Linked DNA regions of Mus musculus: region 2 is linked to region 1. Evidence: chromatin contacts called from public HiChIP or PLAC-seq data. All regions are on one chromosome and are shown on one strand. Each heading gives the region's core, a stretch centred on a gene start, on an enhancer-like site or on the middle of the called end of the contact. The rest is flanking DNA. Distances are from core to core; before and after follow the strand shown. Region 1 holds the start of Rbm19 (RNA binding motif protein 19). Region 2 overlaps Med13l (mediator complex subunit 13-like).

What was found. HiChIP or PLAC-seq counts read pairs in DNA pulled down with a chosen protein or histone mark.
Region 2: an H3K4me3 HiChIP or PLAC-seq map of pro-B cells shows a contact between it and region 1, with 10 times the contacts expected there. The contact joins the enhancer-like site here to the promoter of Rbm19 in region 1. A contact is called at or near these places in 1 of 39 promoter capture datasets (hippocampal neurons) and 2 of 115 datasets of contacts at active chromatin or transcription factors (astrocytes and pro-B cells).

The regions. Positions count from the first base shown.
Region 1 is chr5:120,112,976-120,119,019 of GRCm38.p6, forward strand. Rbm19 (RNA binding motif protein 19) reads left to right here and starts at 3,538. Exons shown (of 24, transcript NM_028762.1): 1 at 3,538-3,674; 2 at 5,685-5,867. The coding sequence starts at 3,639.
Region 2 is chr5:118,589,686-118,596,718 of GRCm38.p6, forward strand. It overlaps Med13l (mediator complex subunit 13-like), which reads left to right. Exons shown (of 31, transcript NM_172424.4): 2 at 3,648-3,885. Among named protein-coding and RNA genes, the nearest start is that of Med13l, 32 kb to the left of the region's middle. Within about 2 kb of position 4,951, at least 37 of the 459 cell types and tissues checked have an H3K27ac peak or open chromatin away from gene starts, as enhancers often do. A contact at or near this core is called in pro-B cells, where this site is marked.

The DNA of each region.
Region 1 (6,044 bases), core at 2,288-4,787:
TTTGTTTAGTCCCGGTTGGAATAAACGTGGCCTTGGAGGAGGTATGTCTCTGGGATCCAGCTCTGAGGTTTCAAAAGCCCAGGGTAGACTTGGTCTCCCCACTCCTCCCCTCCCTCTCTTCTCCTCTCCCCTCCCTCCTGCCTTTCCTTCCCCCTCCTCCACCTGTGGACCAGGATGAAGCTCTCAGGTACTTCTTCATCATCCTGCCTGCCTATCTGCCGACATTCTCGCCCCATGATCGTTAAGGACTAAACCTCTGAAACTGTAAACAAGTCACCAATCAAATGCTTTCTCTTTACCAGGGTTGCCTTGGTCACGGTGTCTCTTCACAGCAATAGAGCAATGACTGAGACAGTTGTTCCCAGTGTTACCCTGGAAAATGCACTTAAACCAGCCACAGACCCTTCCATAGCTCTGTGATGACCCTTTCTCTCTACTACCACAGCTCCTGGAACACCGACCCAGCTTCTTCCGTGGCCCCTGCTCCACTGTCCTCTGCCCTTCAGAGCCTGGTTTATGGAGGAGGGGACTATTTCACTATTTACCCCTGGCTGGCCTGGAACTCACCCTGTACACCAGGCTGGCCCCCAGTTCACAGAGATCCTCCTGGCTCTGTCTCCCAAGTGCTGGGATTAAAGACATGACCACTATACCAGGGCCCATCTATATTTCTTTCTGTGCTAGAATAACAAATTATTCCATGAGAGAGTTAGTGTCTCTAGGTCTCCAGTGATTAAGACCGAGATTAAGTTGTCTTCAGGATCATGCCCCTTCTGTGCATGCCTGGCCCACAGTCTGGGGCTGCCATGCCTGTCTTAGGTGACATCCAGTCTCATCTCTATCTTCCCGCTGAAGGTCACTTGTCGGTAAGTAGACCTAAGGCCACCCAGATCATCCAAGCTGATGTCATGTTTCCATGCTTGTGACAAGGTCAAGGACCCTTTCCCACAGGTACTAGAAGACCAGGAGAGGGGCATCTTTTAGGAAGGGCCATCCCCCCCCCCTTTTTTTTTTTAGATTTTATTTATTTTATGTATATGGGTACACTGTAGCTGTCTTCAGACACAACAGAAGAGGGCATCGGATCCCATTTACAGATGGTTGTATATATGTATACACACACACATACACACACACACACACACACACACACACACACACACACACACACACACACGGGAGAGTGTGTGCATGCATATGTATGTGGAAACCAGAAGACAAACCCAGATGTCATCCTCAGGAATATGGCCAATCTCCTTTGAGACAAGGTCCCTCCTATCCTGGAGCTCACTAGATAGTCCAGGTCTCCAGCAAACCCCAAGGATACACCTTTCTCTGCCTTCTGCCTCCTTAGCACTGGGGCTCCAAGCACGAGCTACCACCGCTGCTACCTCTGATCCCAGCAAGAACTTTCCTGAAGGTGCCTCTCCCTCTGGGCACCAGCGGTAAATTCTGTGTGCTTGGTGCAGCTCTGCAGCTCTGTTGGACACGTGAGCTCCTTGCATCTGGAGCTCATAGAGGAAGATGCTGGTTAGGGCTTTGTGCTTGAGCTGGTCTTGGAGCTCAGGGATGGAGTGGGTTCAGAGACAAAGATGGCTACCCGCTCCGGCCAATCAAATATGCAGTAACAGACAGTGAGGCGGGCGTAATTTAAAAAGAACCAATGAGAACGGAAGGACGGGAAATGAACCTTTTCATACGCAACCTTCAGAAAAACATAATAATGCAGACAGTTTGCAAAACTATTTGATTAAAAGTTCCTAAAGGCCGGGCGGTGGTGGCGCACGCCTTTAATCCCAGCACTTGGGAGGCAGAGGCAGCCGGATTTCTGAGTTCGAGGTCAGCCTGGTCTACAAAGTGAGTTCCAAGACAGCCAGGGCTATACAGAGAAACCCTGTCTCGGAAAAAAAAAAAAAAAAAAAAAAAAAACCCAGTTCCTAAAGACCTGGGGGGGACCCCAACCTAGGACTGTGCCGGCGAGGAATGAAGACACATGTCCACGTAGAGACAGGCACGAACACAGACGTTCTCAGCAATGTTACTATCAATAGCCATGGGGTACATCCACCCAGATGCCTTAGACAGATGGTTGGATACACAAACATACTGGAGTCCGACATTTGACACTTGTGTGTGTGTGTGTGTGTGGGGAGGGGTAACGAGTGAAGGATGATTCATGCAGAGACATGGATTAACCTTGAAAACAATATGTGAAGAGAAAAATCAGCCAAGAAAGTAACACATCCATAGAGATGCCAGATAGATTCTAGGTTCCTAGAAGGCGGGAAGTTGGTGACTGGTCTTTTGCTTGTATATAATGGTTTCTGACTGTGTGGGGTGTTTCTTGTGGTCTCTCTTTCATTCTCTTCTTCTCCTTCTCCTTCATTTTTGTTTGTTTTGTTTGCCTGTTTTCTTTCTAAAGAGAACAAAAGGACTGGGGGCTGGGTTGGTGGGGAGGCAGGAAGGAGCTGGTGGGACGGGGAAGCCATGATCAAAATATATTATCTGGGGGCTGGTGAGATGGCTCAGTGGGTATGAGCACCCGACTGCTCTTCCGAAGGTCCAGAGTTCAAATCCTAGCAACCACATGGTGGCTCACAACCATCCGTAACAAGATCTGACTCCCTCTTCTGGTGTGTCTGAAGACAGCTACAGTGTACTTACATATAATAATAAATAAATCTTTAAAAATATCTATATAAATTATCTGAAAAAAATGGTTTAGCCTTGGCTGTCCTGGAACTAGCTCTGTAGACCAGACTGGCCTTAACTCAGAGATCTGCCTGCCTCTGTCTCCTGAGCGCTGGGATTAAAGGCGAGCGCCATCACTGCCTAGCTGCATTTTTTTTTTTCAATAAAAAATGTTCTAAGATTGGTTCTCTCCTCCCACTACGAAGAACCAAGGTTGGGGGGTTGGGGGGAGGGAAATCTCAGGCTGTCAGGCTTGCCCACAAGTGCCTTTATCTGACGAGCCATCTTGCCAACTGGAGTTGTCCACTTTAAGTGGGCAAATTGTGTGGCACCTGGACTGTATCTCAATAAAGCTGCCAACAGTAACAAGAAAGGATATGGGGAGATGGAGCAAAATGTCTTTTAGAAGAAGAAAATCTATTTGAGCAGTGGTGGCGCACACCTTTAATCTCAGCACTTGGGAGGCAGAGGCGGGAGGGTTTCTGAGTTCAACGCCTTTACACAATAAATAAACCTTTATAATTTTATTTTTGTAACGGGGGTTCTCTGTGCAGCCCTAGCTATCCTGGAACTCGGAGATCCGCTTGCCTTTACCTTTAAAACAATTTTTTTTTTCTAGGCTCTCTGCTCTTTCCCAGAAGCCTGTCATCCCGAGGGGGTTGGACATCAGCGCCTCCTGCCTTCCTTGCGGGGATTTAGAGGCCCCAAGACCTGGCGGAGAAAACGCGAGCGCTCGGGCCTTTCCCCCGTCCCCGCCAACCCCGCCTTGTGGGTGGGACTTTCCCCGGAGAGAGTCTCCCGTGAGGCCACACCCACTTCCGGATGGAACGCGGCGGGGGCCACGTGACTCGCTAAAAATGGCGGCGCCCAGTGTGGCGGCGTGAAAGTTGTGGGAAGTCGCTGTCGCCGGGGTCGTGAGTCTGAAAAGCGAAGGGAACCTGAGAGCCATGTCGCGTCTGATCGTGAAGAACCTCCCGAATGGGGTGAGCGGGAGCCGGGGATGGGGCCCGGAAGTGGAAGCAGAGGTCCGGGAATGGAGGGTGAAGGATGGAGGGGTTCTAAGTCAGGGACAGGACTGGGGAGGTCCGGAATCCAAGGAGGCGGCACCCTGTCCTGAGGGCTCAGCAAGCCGCAAAGTGGCTTCCGAGCATTCTGAGGATCCTTCCATGTTGTGCTGGGCAGTTTGGGTCAGTTTGACCCAGACCGGAGTCACTTACGGAGAGGGAACTTCATTGGATGTTATTGCGTCCATATGCCTGTGGACCAGCCTGTGGTGCTCTGAGGAGTGATGGGTGTGGGAGGTTCCAGCCCCCTGTGGGTGCTGTCACGCCTCGGCAAGTGTCCCTGGGCTGTGTACAGATGTTGGCGGGGCAAGTAAGTCTGCGTCGGTTCTTGCCTCGACTTCCCTGGATGGCGGACTGTGATGGAGACCCATAAGCCAAATCAATGGTCTTCCTCCCCAAATTGCTTTGGTTTTTTTGTTTGTTTTTAAAAGATTTATTTTTTTATTATGTGTAAGTACACTGTAGCTGTCTTCAGACACACCAGAAGAGGGCGTCAGATCCCATTACAGATGGTTGTGAGCCACCATGTGGTTGCTGGGATTTGAAGTCAAGACCTTTGGAAGAGCAGTCAGTGCTCTTAACTGCTGAGCCATCTCTCCAGCCCACGCCCCCCAAATTGCTTTGTATCCTTGATGTGTGTCACAACAGGGAACAGACTAGAGAATGCTTACTGGTTCACCATCACAGAGCAAGATTAGACTTCAAAGCCAAGTGTGGTGGTGCATACACCTGTTGTCAGCTTTCCATAGGCAGAGGGTGGCGAGTTCAAGGCCAGCCTGGGTTACATAGCAAGATGATGTGGCTAAAAATAAATAAATTAATTAAATTTGTTTTGTTGTTGTTGGGACCATGTGCCCCCCAGAACAGCAGTCCTCAACCTTCCAAATGCTGTGCCCCCCTTTAATACAGTTCCTCCTGTTGTGACCCCCTAGTCATGAAGTTATTTTGTTGCTACTGCATAACTGTAATTTTCTCATTATGAATATAACGTAAATATCTGGTATGTGGGATATCATATGCATCCCCCCCAAAAGGGAGACCCAAGATGATCTCCCCTATTTGGGATTTTGTTTGTTGTTTTGGGGGATGCTTTTTTAAAAAAACAGACTCTTAAATCTGTAGCCCTGGCTGACCTTGAACACCTGCTTCTGCCTCCCCACCATACCTAGCCTCATCTCAGGGTTTCTGTCCTTTTCTGACACGGGATCTCATTTAGTAGCCCTGGCTGTCCTGGAACTTAACATTTATGTAGACCAGGCTGGCCCCAAACTAAAGAAATCTGCCTGCCTCTGCCTCCAGAGTGCTAGGATTAAAGGTGTGCTTGACCACGCCTGGCCTTATCACCAGGTTTTAAAACACACCTGAAAAAATATCTCTTTTGAAATATCTGGGTGCAATGGGACACCCCTGCTGGGGCTGGGAAGTGAGGCAGGCAGATCTCTAGTTTGAGGCCCAATGGGGCTGCACTCCCCATTGTAATTGTTCTACAGTGCAACCCCAGGTGCTGGGGACCAGGGTGTGGGCATCTTTAATGGGCTCCATTATTCGCTGGCTCCCAAGGTAAGCAAACGTTTACACAGCTTCCCTTGTCTTTGTTTATTTGGACAAGCCTCTGTTGGGTATCTTGTTTGTTGTGGCAGCCTCAGGATGGAAGTTGTAATTGATGTCTTCCTCAACGGGGACAGGGCAAGAAAGAGAAGAGACCAATTGAGGTGCCTTGAAGTTCCATTTCCTTATTAAAGAACTGAATGGCCTGCTCAGGGGTGCTCAGCGGGTGTCAGGCTCTGAGCCAGGACCTGGCCACCCTTAAAAAAGTCAAGGTCTGTCACCTGCTCATCTCAGGATTCCCTCCAGGCCCTCTAGGTTATTTGTCTCTTGGCTCCAGGGACCCTTCTCCCTCCTCTCTCTCATTATATCCTTCTGCTCTAGATGAAGGAGGAGCGATTCCGGCAGCTGTTTGCCGCCTTTGGCACACTGACCGACTGCAGCCTCAAGTTCACCAAAGACGGCAAGTTCCGAAAGTTCGGCTTCATAGGTTTCAAGTCGGAGGAGGAGGCCCAGGCAGCACTGAACCATTTCCACCGGAGCTTTATTGACACGACCCGGATCACCGTGAGTCTGAGCGAGTCTCATCCTGCCCACCGTAGAGTTTGCCTTACCTCAGGACTACCCAGGCTTTCAAGTGCTTGAGCATCGTTGCCTGAGAGTCGGCCCACTGCTCACTGGGCCCTCCCCGAGTTTCTGAATTATTAAAGTACTTTTTAACTCTTCACTCTTTTACGTTGTTTG
Region 2 (7,033 bases), core at 3,701-6,200, 1.5 Mb before region 1:
TTGCTAAGTTGAGCCCATGGTGCTTTCGTTGTCTGATTCTCTAATCCTCCAGGGCTAATTTTTAACATTAGCCCCATGAAGGAGCATGGCAGAGTGGAAAGAATTTATGTTTCAGATTCATTTGTGGCTTCAATGTAGCTATGTTTGGGACCTGTCGCTTGTCAGGTTTATGATTCGGGATGACTTATTTAACTGTGAGGAATCTGAACTTCTTGAGCTACGTGGCTGGAAGGTCTGAGGCAGGGGGAAGAATTCAAGGGCCCAGTGGAGTCAGGCTCTCAGTGCCAAGTGCTGGAGCTGCTCACATGGGAGGACCACCTTTGCTCCTTGAAGAGTAAACTCTACCTTTTTGGTTTTATATTTTAGAACTAACCTGAAATTATGCATTTGTTTATTCTTTTAACATAAATATAGCTCTAGGATAATTTGAATATCAAAATGCTTAAAGGTTTGTTCCAAAAACAAAAAAACAAAAACAAAGACTTGGAGAGTAAGGGATTGAACCTGTGGCCAGCCACCCATGCTCAGAGAGCTTTCTGCCCCTGCACTATTCCCAGGTCTCTGCTCGGCAGGTCTGGGCCTTTAGGCGACCTGCATCTCTAGGGCTGCACTTGTGCCACTAGGTTCAGGGCTGGTTCAAGACTTTGAAAAGAAAAGCTCGAGTGTTAGAGTTAGGCATTTGTCAGAAATGGGGGAAACAGGGCCAGTGAGATGGCTCAGCAGGTGAAAGGGCTTTCTGATGAGGTGAGAACCTAGGTCAATCCCTTGTACCCACATAGTAGAGAGAGCTGACTCCCACCCTGAGCACTTCTATACAGTAAATAAATGAAAGACTAAAAAAATAAAGAGGGGTTGGAGAGTTTTAGTGTCTCAGTAATCAGGAGCCCGTGTTGACTTTAGACCCAGGCTTGCTTGGTTTCATTTCTGAGGTTTCTTGCAAGGCCTGTTCCATTGCTCTGGGGCTGAGAGGAGGTGAGCAAAGACCGTTGCTCCACACTCATAGGAGATAGCAGCTGTGCTGGGACAGGGTGCTGGGTCTTCAGCTTTGCCCTTACTAGACACTGAGCCAAGATTGAAACCCCCACCTCACTTCCCCCACCCCCCCCATGTTGGCTTTATCATAGTCATCTGTTAGGTGTCAAGGCTTACCGAGGTAGACTTTTATAATACTTAATTTTAGCTTTAAAGTAAGGGAACCGAATGTTTTGAAATAATTGGAAGTTTCCCAGTTCCTTTGGTTGACTAGTTAGCCTGTGGCAGGCAGTGCTGTGTGGAGTTTACAGCACACTGTTGCATGGACAGCTTTGTGAAGAGCACAGCAGGTGACAGTGGCTTCCCTCTGCCACTGAGAGCAGGCACAGGAAGTTAGCGCAGAAGCTGGGGCTAGAGAGCAGTTTGGAGTCATCCAGATATTTTCCTGCCCAGCTGCGAGGGTGGGCACTACAGGTGAACGTGCTCCAGTGAGTCTCCGTGTGTCTCCGTGCATTGCTTTCCTGGGGACAGACTCAGCCAGGGTGCAGGTCTCTACTGTGCCCTTGTTTTCTACACTTACAGCATGGTCCCTGTCATAGTGATTTGTCCTGTGTCTTTGGCGCCCGTGCTCCCCTCCCCTCCCCCGCCCAGGGTTCTTGGGCGTAGGACAGTGTTCTTGCTTAAGTGATGAGTGTTCTCTGTATCTTCTCCAAATCGAACTACTCTGTTTTTACTTTATCTCCTTTGACACTTAGAAAATAATGCTAGGCTTTCTGATTAAAGCACAGAGATATTACTTTTATTAGAAGAAACATGGGGGCTTGAACAGAAAACTAGACAAGAGTGTAGGCATGGCAGTGAGAAGAGGGGAGCGCCAAGGAATCACTTCCTCAGCCAGGGAGAGCTCAGAGAGCTGGCCAGCTGTCCTCCTGTCAGGATTGTTTGCCTTGCCTCGCCTCAGATCCCCAGGCAGCATAGAAACGCAGGATTTGCATGCACCTAGGATGGTCTTTAAGATTACATTTGCCTGATGCAATGTAGATGCTATGTAAATACTGGGGATACCTTGTTGCTTAAGGAAAATATGCCAGGCATGGTATCCTGCACCTTTAGTCCCAGTACTTAGGAGGCAAGTGCAGCTTGCTTAATTGGAGCCCAGCTTGGCTTACACAGTAAGTTCAAGGCCAGCTAGGGCTACATAGTGAGACTCTGTCTTAAATACACGCACATACGTATGCTGTGTGTCAGCTGTTTAAGCACTTGGAGTTAGTCCCGGTTGGGTTGCAGATGGTTACTTTTCTGCCCTGTGGTGCTTCTGTTTTAAAGAATTTGTCCATAAGAATGACTGGCTTTGTGGGAGAGGAAATGAAGGGATGGGGGCACGTGGGCTGTTCGATACAGGACTGTGGTGAGTCAGCTTTGCTCTGGTCCAGTACATGGTCCCAGTTTGTAGCTACTAAGTAAGGAGCCCCGCTCTCTTTGTGATGTTCTGTCCAGTTCATCCAACCTAAGCTTCAGGAAATTCGAAAGTAGAAGTGTGTGAACTGCGCACAGAACACACGGCCTCTGCTTGCTTGTTTAAAGTTCCGTGCTAAGGAGGCAGGGCTCTGTGTAATGTGCCTTGGCTGCTGCCGGCTGCTGTGTTAGCAGCTACTTCCTGAGGAGCCTTTTAGCATGCTGTGCTGCCCTGGTGAAAACTCCCACCTCCTGAACTGGCTGCTGAGGTTGGGGCACAGGGTGAGGGAGTGGGAATTCCTCAGAATGTCTTCTACAAGGGGTCCAGATGTTTCAGATGGTGGATTTTCAGATTCAGGGCTGTTGACATATGTTTCTCTGGCTTGCTATCCCTAATGTGAAGTGAGCTCAAGTGCTTCCAAGTGTGGATTTAGAAGCAGTGTGAATTTCACGTTTTTGTGTTAGGAACAATCAACTTGGACTTTTGTTGTTGAGATGGTCCCTCTACATAGCCCTAGATGTCCTGAAACTTGGTTTATAGACTAGGCTGGCCTCAAACCCACAGAAGATCCACTGTTCCTGCCTCCTGAGTGCTGGGGTTTAAGGTGTGGGCCACTGTGCCTCAACAGTTATTTTAAAATCTTACTTGTTTTATTTATTTATAAAAGTATTTAAAAGTTTTTTTAGTATGTACAAGAGTTTTACTTGCATGTATGTGTGTTAACCAGGTCTGTCCTGTGCCCATAGACATGAAGAAGAAGGCACTGGCTTCTGGGGTCAGAGTTAAGAGGGGTTGTGAGCCACTGTGTGATGCTGGGAATCCAACTGTGGTCCCCTCCAAGAGCGCTGGTGCTCTTAGCTGCTGACTGATCAATCTCTTTGCCCTTATTTGGTTTTAAAATAAGTGTAATTTGTGAACTGAACAGCAAGTAATAATTGAAGATAATATTTAAAAATATGGGTACCTAATAAATGGTCAGGAGAATAAAAGTTTTTCAGCAGCACATAATGATTGCGAGCTTGTTTCATTTTGGTATTTAATATGATGTTTGTCCCGACAGCCTTCTGATGTGTGCTCTTCCTTTGAAGAGACCTTGTGGTGTGAAGTTTAATACAAATGCCTATTTTATCAGCTTTCCCTTCCTATAGGAATTTGCTTTTAGTGGTCTGTAAGTAAAAGGAAAAATCAAAACTATTGCAAATTTTTTGTCGTTTTCCAGGCTGAACTCACAGGAATCAAATGGCGTAGGTACAATTTTGGAGGGCACGGGGACTGTGGACCCATAATTTCAGCCCCAGCCCAAGATGATCCAATCCTGTTAAGTTTCATCCGCTGTCTGCAAGCCAACCTGCTGTGTGTATGGCGTCGTGATGTCAAGCCAGATTGCAAAGAGCTCTGGATATTCTGGTGGGGAGATGAACCCAACCTAGTGGGAGTAATACATCATGAACTGCAGGGTAAGGATTTTGTTTTTCTTTAAAAAATATTTGCATATGTTTTTTGAACAATTGTAAATTTTGGAATTTATATTTAGGAGTTGCTTAAAACAGATCCCAAGCAGGCAGTGGACAGTGTGTTTGTCAGAAGAATAGCCTCACTCCCCCACCTCCGCCCCCCACATTTCTCTTTCCTTAAACTCTCTTGTTCTTCCTTAGTCATGCTGAAAATTAGAACCTTGTAAGATCACCTTAAGTCCATTCTTTTATCATTTACAGACAGAGTCAACATATAGCCTTAAACTTGAAGCACTCCTTCTGGCTCAGCCTCTTGCCAACTGGGGTACAGGGGTTCACCACCCTGTCCTTCTGGCCTCTGAAATCATTACTGTTAGAGTACTGTGTACCCAGTGGGCAGTGTCTGGGAGGAGACAAGGCTCTGACCCTGCTTTTTTGTTTTGTTTTTGTTTTTGTTTTGTGTTTTGGCTTTTTCGAGACAGGGTTTCTCTATATATCCCTGGCTGTCCTGTAACTCACTTTGTAGACCAGGCTGGCCTTGAACTCAGAAATCCGCCTGTCTCTGCCTCCCGAGTGCTGGGATTAAAGGTGTACGCCACCACCGCCTGGCACCCCTGTTTTTAAATTAATAGTGAGTTGTGAGTAACTAGTAAGACAGCTATGTGAACAGCTCAACTCTTTGTTGGCAAATTGAAAATGCAGAAATCTAATGCATCTTTTACTGGACAAATCTTAAATTAACCTTGGATACTGTTTTCGGGAAAGATAAGTTTCTTTAAAGTATCTCAGTTTATTTCTCTTACTGATTCCAGAAATACTAACTTTTAATTAACTAAATTTTGACTTCAGTTTGCATCTGACACCTGGAAACTTTGAATTAATGCAAAAATATTTGTTAGTCTAAACTATTTTTTATGTTTACCATACATTTACAGTAGCAGAAAATATTATTAGTAGTTTCCATTCCTCTCGCCAAGTTTCTCATTCATGTCCTACAGAATTCTCTAAGTCAGGAGCTGTTCCAGGCTGTTCTGTGGTTTGGAGGCAGGCCTTCCCACGCTGCTGTGCTGCCCGAGGACTCCCTGAGTCTGAGCTGTGTGGAGCTGTGTGACAGGCTGTGCGCCTTGCTTGGCTAGCCCATGTCTCCGTGGGGAGTGCTGGCCCTTCTCTGGGGAGTGCTGGCCCTTCTCGCCTGGCTTTAGAACTTAATCCGCTCTAGTTAGTTTGTGGTTGAAATGTTGCAGGCATTGCTGAGATGTGTCGTTAGTTTATGTTCTTATTATTTATTACGGGAAGACATAAAGCAAACTCCGGTGTATTCTTGTGGGTCTGCTTTAAAGGTTCTAAATTTGCCTAAAGGATTTCCTGCCAAATTCTTGAAACTTGTTGGCAGCCCTGTTTGTTTGGTTTTGTTTTGTTTTTTTTCTCCTGTTGGTGGTGTATCTTGCCACAGCAGCTAGGGGGCAGTATAGCACAGTGGACTAATTGAGCTACCTCTGGGCTGCAAACCTCTTCCCTGATGCTCTAGTGTATGTTCACTCTATCTAGGGGAGGTTGCTTTCTAGTGCGCTCATCCGCAGACTCAGAATTTATGTCCATGTCCAAACCTCGTGTAATTAGTAGGTGATGTAGATGCAGCTAGAGCTTCACACCACCTACGGTTTGGGTTTTCAGAGTCTCTAAGAGAGCTTCTAGCTGGTAGGTTATATTTGTGTTTGTTTGAATGTAAAACTGTTGCATTCTTTTAGTTTTTTCATGTGTGGATTTTTAAACATTTTTCTCCTTTAGTTTCTCATCTTAAAAAAATATTTTAAACTATCACTGATTGATGGGAGGTCATGTGCACCATGGCATACCTGTGGAGACATCCTAAGGCTTAGGCCCACGAAACTCAGTAACAAGCACCTTTACCTGCTGAGCCATTAGGCCCAGGAAACTTAGTAACAAGCACCTTTACCTGCTGAGCCATTAGGCTCAGGTAACTTAGTGACAAGCACCTTTACCTGCTGAGCCACCTCCCAGCTCTTCCTTGTTACTTTTGGTTCTGTTTCTCCTTCCTGATGTCTTCAGTTCATTTCGTAACAAGTTAGAAAACACATGGCCTGGCTTGATAGCAAAGTGAGTGCTGTTGTGTGAGACCAGCTTGTTGCAGCACTATTAAAACTCGTGTAAGCATGGACTGCTCTTCCCGAGCTGCTTCATGTCACACACGTAGGTCATTAATGTGAGAATATACTGGCAAGAGTTAAGCAAAGATTGACTTATTTAAAAAAATTTTTTTTTGTTTTGTTTTAAGTTATAGAAATGCTATTTATTTATTTATTTTACAATCAAAGTCTCACTTTGTAGGTCTGGCTGACCTGGAACTTGCTCTGTAGATCAAGCTGGCTTCATACTCATAGGAATCCGCCTGCCTCTGCCTCCCGAGTGCAGGGGTTAAAGGTGTGGGCCACTTTCAGCAGACACACTACATTTTAATTATACTGGCCAGCAGGATGACCACTGAAAGAGGTGGAGGACACTGCTCTTTGAGCATGGGCCTGAGCCAAAGGTGTCAGCTGACAGTTGTGTTTGCCCCGGGGAATGGTGTCTTCTTTATGCTCTTTTCCTTTGAGAACTGTAAGTGCCTCCTCTTGCTGAGCAGCCGTGGCCTCCTGAGTGTCTCCTCTTCTCTGTGTGCTGAGCGTTGGGAAAGTTAGAGCCTGTCACACAGGTTGTCCACTTCTGCATGTAAAAGTGGCTGAAAGTAAAGTCTGTGACTCAAGCATTAGGAGATATTTGACATCTAATTAGAAAAGTGAGTGGCATAGTGAGGTGTAGAGTAGTAGGGAAAGCCTTGGGGTGGAGGAGGAACCGAGTTCCTATTGGTTGCAGTAGAATTGAGAGTGTAACACGCCCTTTCCCGGTCAGCCTATTTAAGAGTTACTTTATTTCGGGCAATATAAATGTTAGCAGAGTCCCGCCAGCAGGCATGAGTGTTAGGCTCGGGCAGGCAACACTGTTACGGCATTACCAGGGGTACTGAAGTACTTACTGTTCATGCTTCTTGGTTCTGTTTTGCACCTTGTCATGATGTGACTTAGTAGCATATGGCTGGCAGACCACAGTAAACACCAAGCTGCTGCCTCGGTACATGGTATGTGTGCACGTT